Linked DNA regions of Dromaius novaehollandiae: region 1 is linked to region 2. The links are chromatin contacts, called in public Hi-C maps. All regions are on one chromosome and are shown on one strand. The core of a region is the stretch at or near the end of the contact, and the rest is flanking DNA. Distances in the headings are between cores, read along the strand shown.

The links. A called contact is a pair of places that touch in the nucleus more often than the background predicts.
Region 1: a contact with region 2 is called in a Hi-C map of brain, with 2.7 times the contacts expected there. The contact joins the promoter of EPHA4 here to the enhancer-like site in region 2. A contact is called at or near these places in 2 of 4 Hi-C or Micro-C datasets (brain and liver).

Annotation. Positions count from the first base shown.
Region 1 is chr9:22,465,927-22,469,316 of bDroNov1.hap1, reverse strand. It overlaps EPHA4 (EPH receptor A4), which reads right to left and starts at 1,736. Exons shown (of 19, transcript XM_064516930.1): 1 at 1,562-1,736; 2 at 1,141-1,208. The coding sequence starts at 1,652.
Region 2 is chr9:22,348,250-22,351,526 of bDroNov1.hap1, reverse strand. No RefSeq gene overlaps it. Among named protein-coding and RNA genes, the nearest start is that of EPHA4, 120 kb to the left of the region's middle. Within about 2 kb of position 1,811, at least 1 of the 2 cell types and tissues checked has open chromatin away from gene starts, as enhancers often do.

The sequences.
Region 1 (3,390 bases), core at 487-2,986, 120 kb before region 2:
CAGGCAGAACAACAACGGGGGAGCAAAACAATCCCCCATTCTCCCGTGTTATGGTTATGCAGAGCTTATGCATAATGCATCGCCAGCCAGCGCATTCCTTCCACTCGCTGCTGTTTCCCTAGCTCTGCATCTTCTGATTACCAGGGGGGCATTCACAGGTTTCCTGGAGAATCCAGCACTCTATTGCACACAGATCCTGATCGTTCAGCCACTTTTAATCTTTCAATCAATTTGATTTAGTTACTTTTACTTAAACATGCTAAGCTGCTTTATTATTTTAATATTAAAAGGATTTGAGAGATTTTTAAGTTTAGTGCGCATTGCTGGCATTTTTTCTTAGACTGTTCATTTTATACAAAGAAAAAGCTTTTCTAACTGTTTATTAAAAATCTCAAAGAGCCTGATCCGACGAAGTATTGCCTCTGCCAGTTCTCAGCATCCTCCCGAGTTTCGCAGAGGTGCTCGGTGCCGTGCAGGATGGGACACGGACAAGGCAGCAGCAAGCCGCCTATCTAACATAAAGCTCAACTAGCAGAGATGCCTTGCCTGCAGCTGACTAAGCAGAGTTGCTCTGAGCCCCAACCGAGGACGTGCGAGTCCCTTAACATCACAGCCAAGCAGCGAGTCCAGGCAGCCTTCTCTCGCAATCTTCCCTTACAAGAGAGGACGCAAAAAGAAATTGCAACGATTCGCCGTCGAGCGCTGGGTGTCGTTCAGAGACCGAAGCATTTGACTTACATCCCGATTAAGAGCTGTCCCTTCGCACCAGGCGGGTCTAGCTCGTACACTCATCCCTGCTCCTTCACCCAGGAACAGGCGAGCCACCGTCCTGAACATCGCCCTGTCCAGGCGGTCCCGGGATACAGTAATTACAGTCACAAATGCCAGCCCGGTCGCCAGATCGTGTTTCTTGCCGGTATTTCAGCTTTGAACAGGCACTTAAGCCCGTGCCTCAACCACCCTCCTACTTGCGAGACCTCTTTTCTGCCCCGCTGGCTCCCAGCTCTTCCCCGGCAGAGCCGTGCCAGGGCGGTCCGCGCACAGGGGGCTCCACGCCGTGAGCCGGGGGGAACCCGACCTCGGCACCGCCGGCAGCTACCCGCCCCCCTCTCCCCCCGGTCGGACCGCGCTGAGACTTACCCCTCCTTCCAGCGGGCTCGCGATCCAGCCCAGCTCGCCCTGCACCGAGCGGGAGTCCAGCAAGGTAACTGCGGAGAGGCAGAGACAGGAGCGCTGAGCGCCGCTCACCTGCCCGCGCCCGCCCGGCACCGCCGCCCGCCCCGGGGCTCCGCGGGCACCCCGCACTCGGCGCCCGGGGGAGACAGCGCAGGAGCGCTCTTACTTTCAAACATACGTGTGTGTATGTGTGTGCGTGCTCACGGGGACAGATACGGGGTGTCCCGCGAGCGCTGCCATTCTCCAGCGAACCCCCCGCGGCACCTGCGCCGCGCCCGCCCCCCCCGCGGCACCGGCCGGGCCGAGCGGATCCCCGCGCCGAGGCGCCCGGCAGCCGCCGCGGAGGCGCCAAACTTCGGCGCCGGCGCCCCGCGCGGCCGCTCACCTTCGTTGGCGGGATACACCCGGGAGCCGGTGACGGCCCCGCAGACCCCGAAGAGGAGCGGGACGAGGGCGCAGTACGAGACCCCGGCCATGCCGCCGCTGCCGCTCCGGCCGCCTCTATCCCAGTGGAATAACTGCCTACATGGGGAGTGCGGCGGGACGTAGACATTGCCAAGGGGGCGGGGCGCCGCCTGCCCGTCAGCGCCGCCCGCCAATCAGCGCCGCCGGCGCCGCCCCCAAGCCCCGCCCCGGGCCGCCGGGCTGGGACGCCGCGGGAAGGCGGGGAGCGCGGCCGCGGCTCTGCCCCGCGCCCGGCACCGCCAGCGCCGAGCACTGGGCGGGGCGGGGAGGGGCGGGGCCACGGGACGCTCCGCCGGAGCGTCCCGTGGCCCCGCCCCTCCCCGCCCCGCCCCTCCCGCTTTGCCCCGCGCGCCGCGACCGTTAAACAACAGCGTCACCTGGCGGCGGCTCCCCGTTCCACCCCCCCCCCACTCTCCCCCCCCGTTTTATTTCCTTCATTTTTCATCGCCGCCCGGAGGCAGCGCCACTCGGGAAAGTGTCGCCGCCGGTGCGACGTGTGGGCTCCGCGGGTGGAGAGGCTGGCGGCGGAGACCGAAGCGCTGTTCCCCCCCCCCCCCCGCGATTTTATTTCCCCTCCCGCCCTTTTCCTTGCAATTAAAGACAGAAAAATGTTAAAGCCGAGGTTGGCCCAAACTGGAAGTTTTCAAGGTGGGGAACGGGGAGGATGAGGCCCGCTGCGTGCCACAAACACAAATCGTTAATATTTTTATGCACAAGGACCGCAGCATGGTGGCAGGGGCTTAAGAAAAAGCAACAGAATAGGACTAATAATTTTTCCCCCCTCCAAAACATGTGCAGCAAATATTAAAACAACCCCCTTCCCATCACAGCTGCCTCAAACCAGCACATCCCTCTCAGTTACAGGCAGCGAGTTAAGGAAAAAAGCCCCGCAGCAGACGAATAATCTGCGAAGCCAAGAGTCCGTAAATACTCGCTGGAAGGACAGACATAACAGCTCCTTTGAAGATGTTACGGTCTATAGGACAAAATTCACATTTTTATACATTCTCTGTGAACATTTTAAGTTACAGTAGTGGCTAAGGAGACCCATAAAGGCACACACACTCTCGTGTACACCAGATATATATATACACACACACACCCCAAATACTTACATGTATATGCATGATTCAAAGCAGCTCTGTATCAAATAAAAACAGTATTCGTTGATGTCTTTAAAACAATGCAATGCATATTAATTTTAACAAGATAAAGCTAGCTGCACCCCTGCTTTGCTTTGTATGCCTAGACCATAAGACTTTAAAAATACCTCTAAATGCATATTTACAATAAAGCCATAGTTTTGAAAAGTCCGTAAGTCCTTGGTTTATTAGGCAGTGTCAGTGTGGTAAACAATGTTCTTTAAACAGTATATATTTATAAAACTGTCTGGAGGCCTGTTTTTCAGTGGCTGCCTTTTAAAACAAAACAGAAGAAAAGCTTTAGCATAACTTAATTCCAACAAGACAGTTTGCAAAATGCAGCTATTTCTTGACCATATAAAACTGTAATTACTCACTGATTGTGAGATCAATTTTTTTCACTATGAGTATCAATAATAATGACAACAGCAAGCATACTGCTTTGCTTTTTTCTGAAAAGCTTTACAAACACTAATTAATTAAGAGCCTTCTGCTCTCAGGTACTAAAAGTATCCTTTTTTTTTCCTTTGAAGTATTTGGTGGAGCTGGCTTCGTTTCTTTAAGATTAGCAAAGTAGCAATTAAAAACCCTTCACATTTGGCTGAAG
Region 2 (3,277 bases), core at 562-3,061:
TATTAAGAGGTGAGTTTCAAGGCACAGTTGTAAACAAATCTGCTTCAAGTCCCCAGTTTAAGACGTCACGCTACTGCTGGGTACAAGGGTCAGCGGACAGCCAGAAAAGAGCAGGGGCTTGTGTTCGTGAAGCCTCGCGTCCAGCAGCTCTGCTGCAGAGCGCCGAGGGAGAGGACCGAGGCGGACAGAGAGGAACCCACTCCGGGACCCGCTGCCCAAAACACAGCGACAGCAAGATTACATCGCTTTTCCTTCGCTTTTATCCTCTAGTCACTGCTACAGCACGAGTACAGCCTAGAGGATTTATGCAGGACCCAAATCTTTTTCTTCATTCGAGTCTCTGTTTTTGCAAGTAAAGACGACAAGAATTTCCCCCACACTGATTTTCCAGGACCTGTCTTGCTCCCTACTTCACCAGGCTGCTGATATAACTTCGGCAGCCTGCTTGAATCACCCTTTATTTCATGTTTTACGGGACCAAACAGCTTAACCGTATTCACAAAACAGCAGTCATCTGTGACAGAGTATTAACAAGCAGCAAAAGTCCTGTCCCTTCACTCACCCAAGTGTGGCGTAACGTGTGTATTGCCAAGTGCCCTCCTGCAGCCGCTTCCTTCACCTCCGACAGGATTATGTTACTAACAGAGTTATATTAGAGTGTATTTATTTAATATTTTCCTTGTACAACGCTGTTATATGTGTTGCCAAATAACAGTGCATTGGATGAGAGAAGTTTATATATAAACAGCATTAAACAAAATAATCTGTATGAGGACACGAACCCATCCCAGCTCGTTTGCTTTCAACGCAAGATTTACCGAAACAGGATGACCAGATGCTCGAAGACGCTGAGGTGCTCTTAGGGGAAAACTGAAACAACAGAAGATGAGTAATGTGTTTCTGCATTTTAACGTCTAATTTACAGGGGAAAAAAGAGAAATTATATACTGTAAGCAAAACAGAAGAGGATTTTTTTTTTTTTTTACTGTAAAGACATGCAAGGTTTTTTAATTAAAAAGTTATTCCTGATAGCTGCATTTGTTGTATTTGTACATCTGGCCGTGAATTGCAGCACTGAATTAGCATTGCATTACTGCATCTACAGGGGAAGGAAAGAGGAAAAAAAAAAAAAAAAAAAAAAAAGCCATACAGAAAAACACTATCTGGGTCAACCTGCAATGCCTTTGCTCGCACTTAGGAGCAACGGCCTCACCGAATTCACGGGTGGGCTCCGCGCAGAGAAAGCCGCACGCGGCCTTGGGCCCGCGGGGACAGAGCGGCGCAGACGATGCGCACCGTGCGGTGCAGATGGGGCACGGGCGAGCGCGGCCCCGCACACCCACCCGGCAACAGAAAGGGCGCGTAAAGTCAGGGGATCCACACCAAAACGCAAGTTTCTGTCAACAGACATTTAAGCAGCATTTGCAATAAACACAGCTGAGTCGAATCTTGGAGAAAACACCTTGTGTAGAGAAACAGCAACTCCTAACAGTGTCAGTAAGCCCGACAGCACTACCTAACACCCGAGCACCTACCAAACACGTCATTTCTGCTTCCCTACAGAGTTTTCCAGAAAGAGATGCAGCAGTGTCCGCTTTAGGGTCCCAGCTGGCATGGGTGTTCCCCCTCTGCCTCTCCGCCTACCTCTCCTACGCCCACCCTGGCATTTTGACACACATTTTCCCAAAACAGGCTGCGCTTCTGGTGCCTTCTTCTTTCCCTAACAATTTTATGACCGCCTGAAGCTACAACGCTGCGAAGCTTTCCATTCCAGAGCTGCGGCTCGAAGAGGTGCCCAGGCGCCACCAGGAGCGACGCGAGGCAGCGGCGAGGCGCGGGGGCCACCTAGCCCTGCGCCGGGGAAGCGCGCCGCCCGCCTCCCCGCCAGAGCGGCCTTCTGCCCTCGCACCCGCGGCGGGAGCCGAACCGCCCCAAACGGACACCTCCCTTCAAAACGCCAACCCCAGCTGCACTGGAAGTTGCTTGAAATTTTTTAAGCTTAACCCCTGAAAAAGAGAAGGGGGAGGAGGGAGTAAGAAAAGCCAAGCGTGGCTCAAAAAACACCCACAAAACAGCCAGTTCTTCCCTGTGTACCTATAATAATTTTTGGAAACAACCGTCTGCAAACCTGAGCTCCCTGCCAGGTGCAACAGTCCCAGGTACCTCGCCCCGCACCTCGGATGCGGCCTGCCAGCTGTGCGCTCTGCCGGGCCAAAGAAATCCAGAAAATCTACATTAATCAGCCTCTTCTTGCATTTCCCTATTAATAATTACTAACCTCTCAAAAGATTTGATTAGCATATATTGAAATTTACAGTACTCTGATTAAGGCTTAAAAAAAAAAAAAAAAAAAAAACCGAGAAAACCGGCAGTCACAGCGTTGATGGCGACACCAAGCAGCCTCGTGGGGAGGCTGCTGCAGCCGGCTGGTGGCATAAGCGACCCTGAAGGATTTTTCCCCGCGCGCTCTCCAGAGCGGCCTCCCCGCCGTGGTGCGACGTGCTGCTCTCCCCCCTGCAGCAGTCCCCAAAACACACGCTTTACAAAATCTCGTTCCGATCGCCACCTCAGACTTGCGCAAAATGACACTCTCGAGTAAATCATCACGCTAATCTCTGATTTACCTCAAAACTGAGGGTAGACACCTCCCCGTCTTGATAAAGTTGGCTAAACACACCTTTGGGGGCTACTAGTCAGTCTTTCCCTGCCGCTGACCTGCTGGAATTGGTTTCCCCGCAACGAGCGGCCGACGGGCAAATTCGTTTACTAGCAGCGCTTCGTTTCCCTTTCCAGCACCCACGCACCAGGTCCGTGTGTCCTGCTTGGTTTCTCCTCTGCCAAGAAGAGAGAAGCCTTCAAGGGGACTGATCACATTCGTGACCATCTTCCTTGGTATCTTTCAAACTCCACACCGCCCCTCATTCTTCGAAGTCTAGGAGGCTATTCACGCAACTTTTAGAAGAAAAAAAAAGAGAAGTTTGGGTTTTGGGTTTTTTTTCTTTTTCTTTGTTTTGAAGGAGCGCCAAAGTTGCAAAAAAGGAAACCTCACGTTGCCTTTGGGATCATTATCCCAGGGGACATTTTGCAGTCGGGGCACTGCAGGCAGGTCAGGTTCGACGTGCTGAGGTGAGAGCGAGGGAAATTATCAGAGCAGGTGTTTCGGCTGTTAAACAGCCGTGATCCAGGTTTTCAGAACAGCCTCATTATTGGCACATGAAACAAAAAACATTTCTTTAAAGTTACCTGACAGTTTGTTCTGAGCTTGGATCTTTTGTAC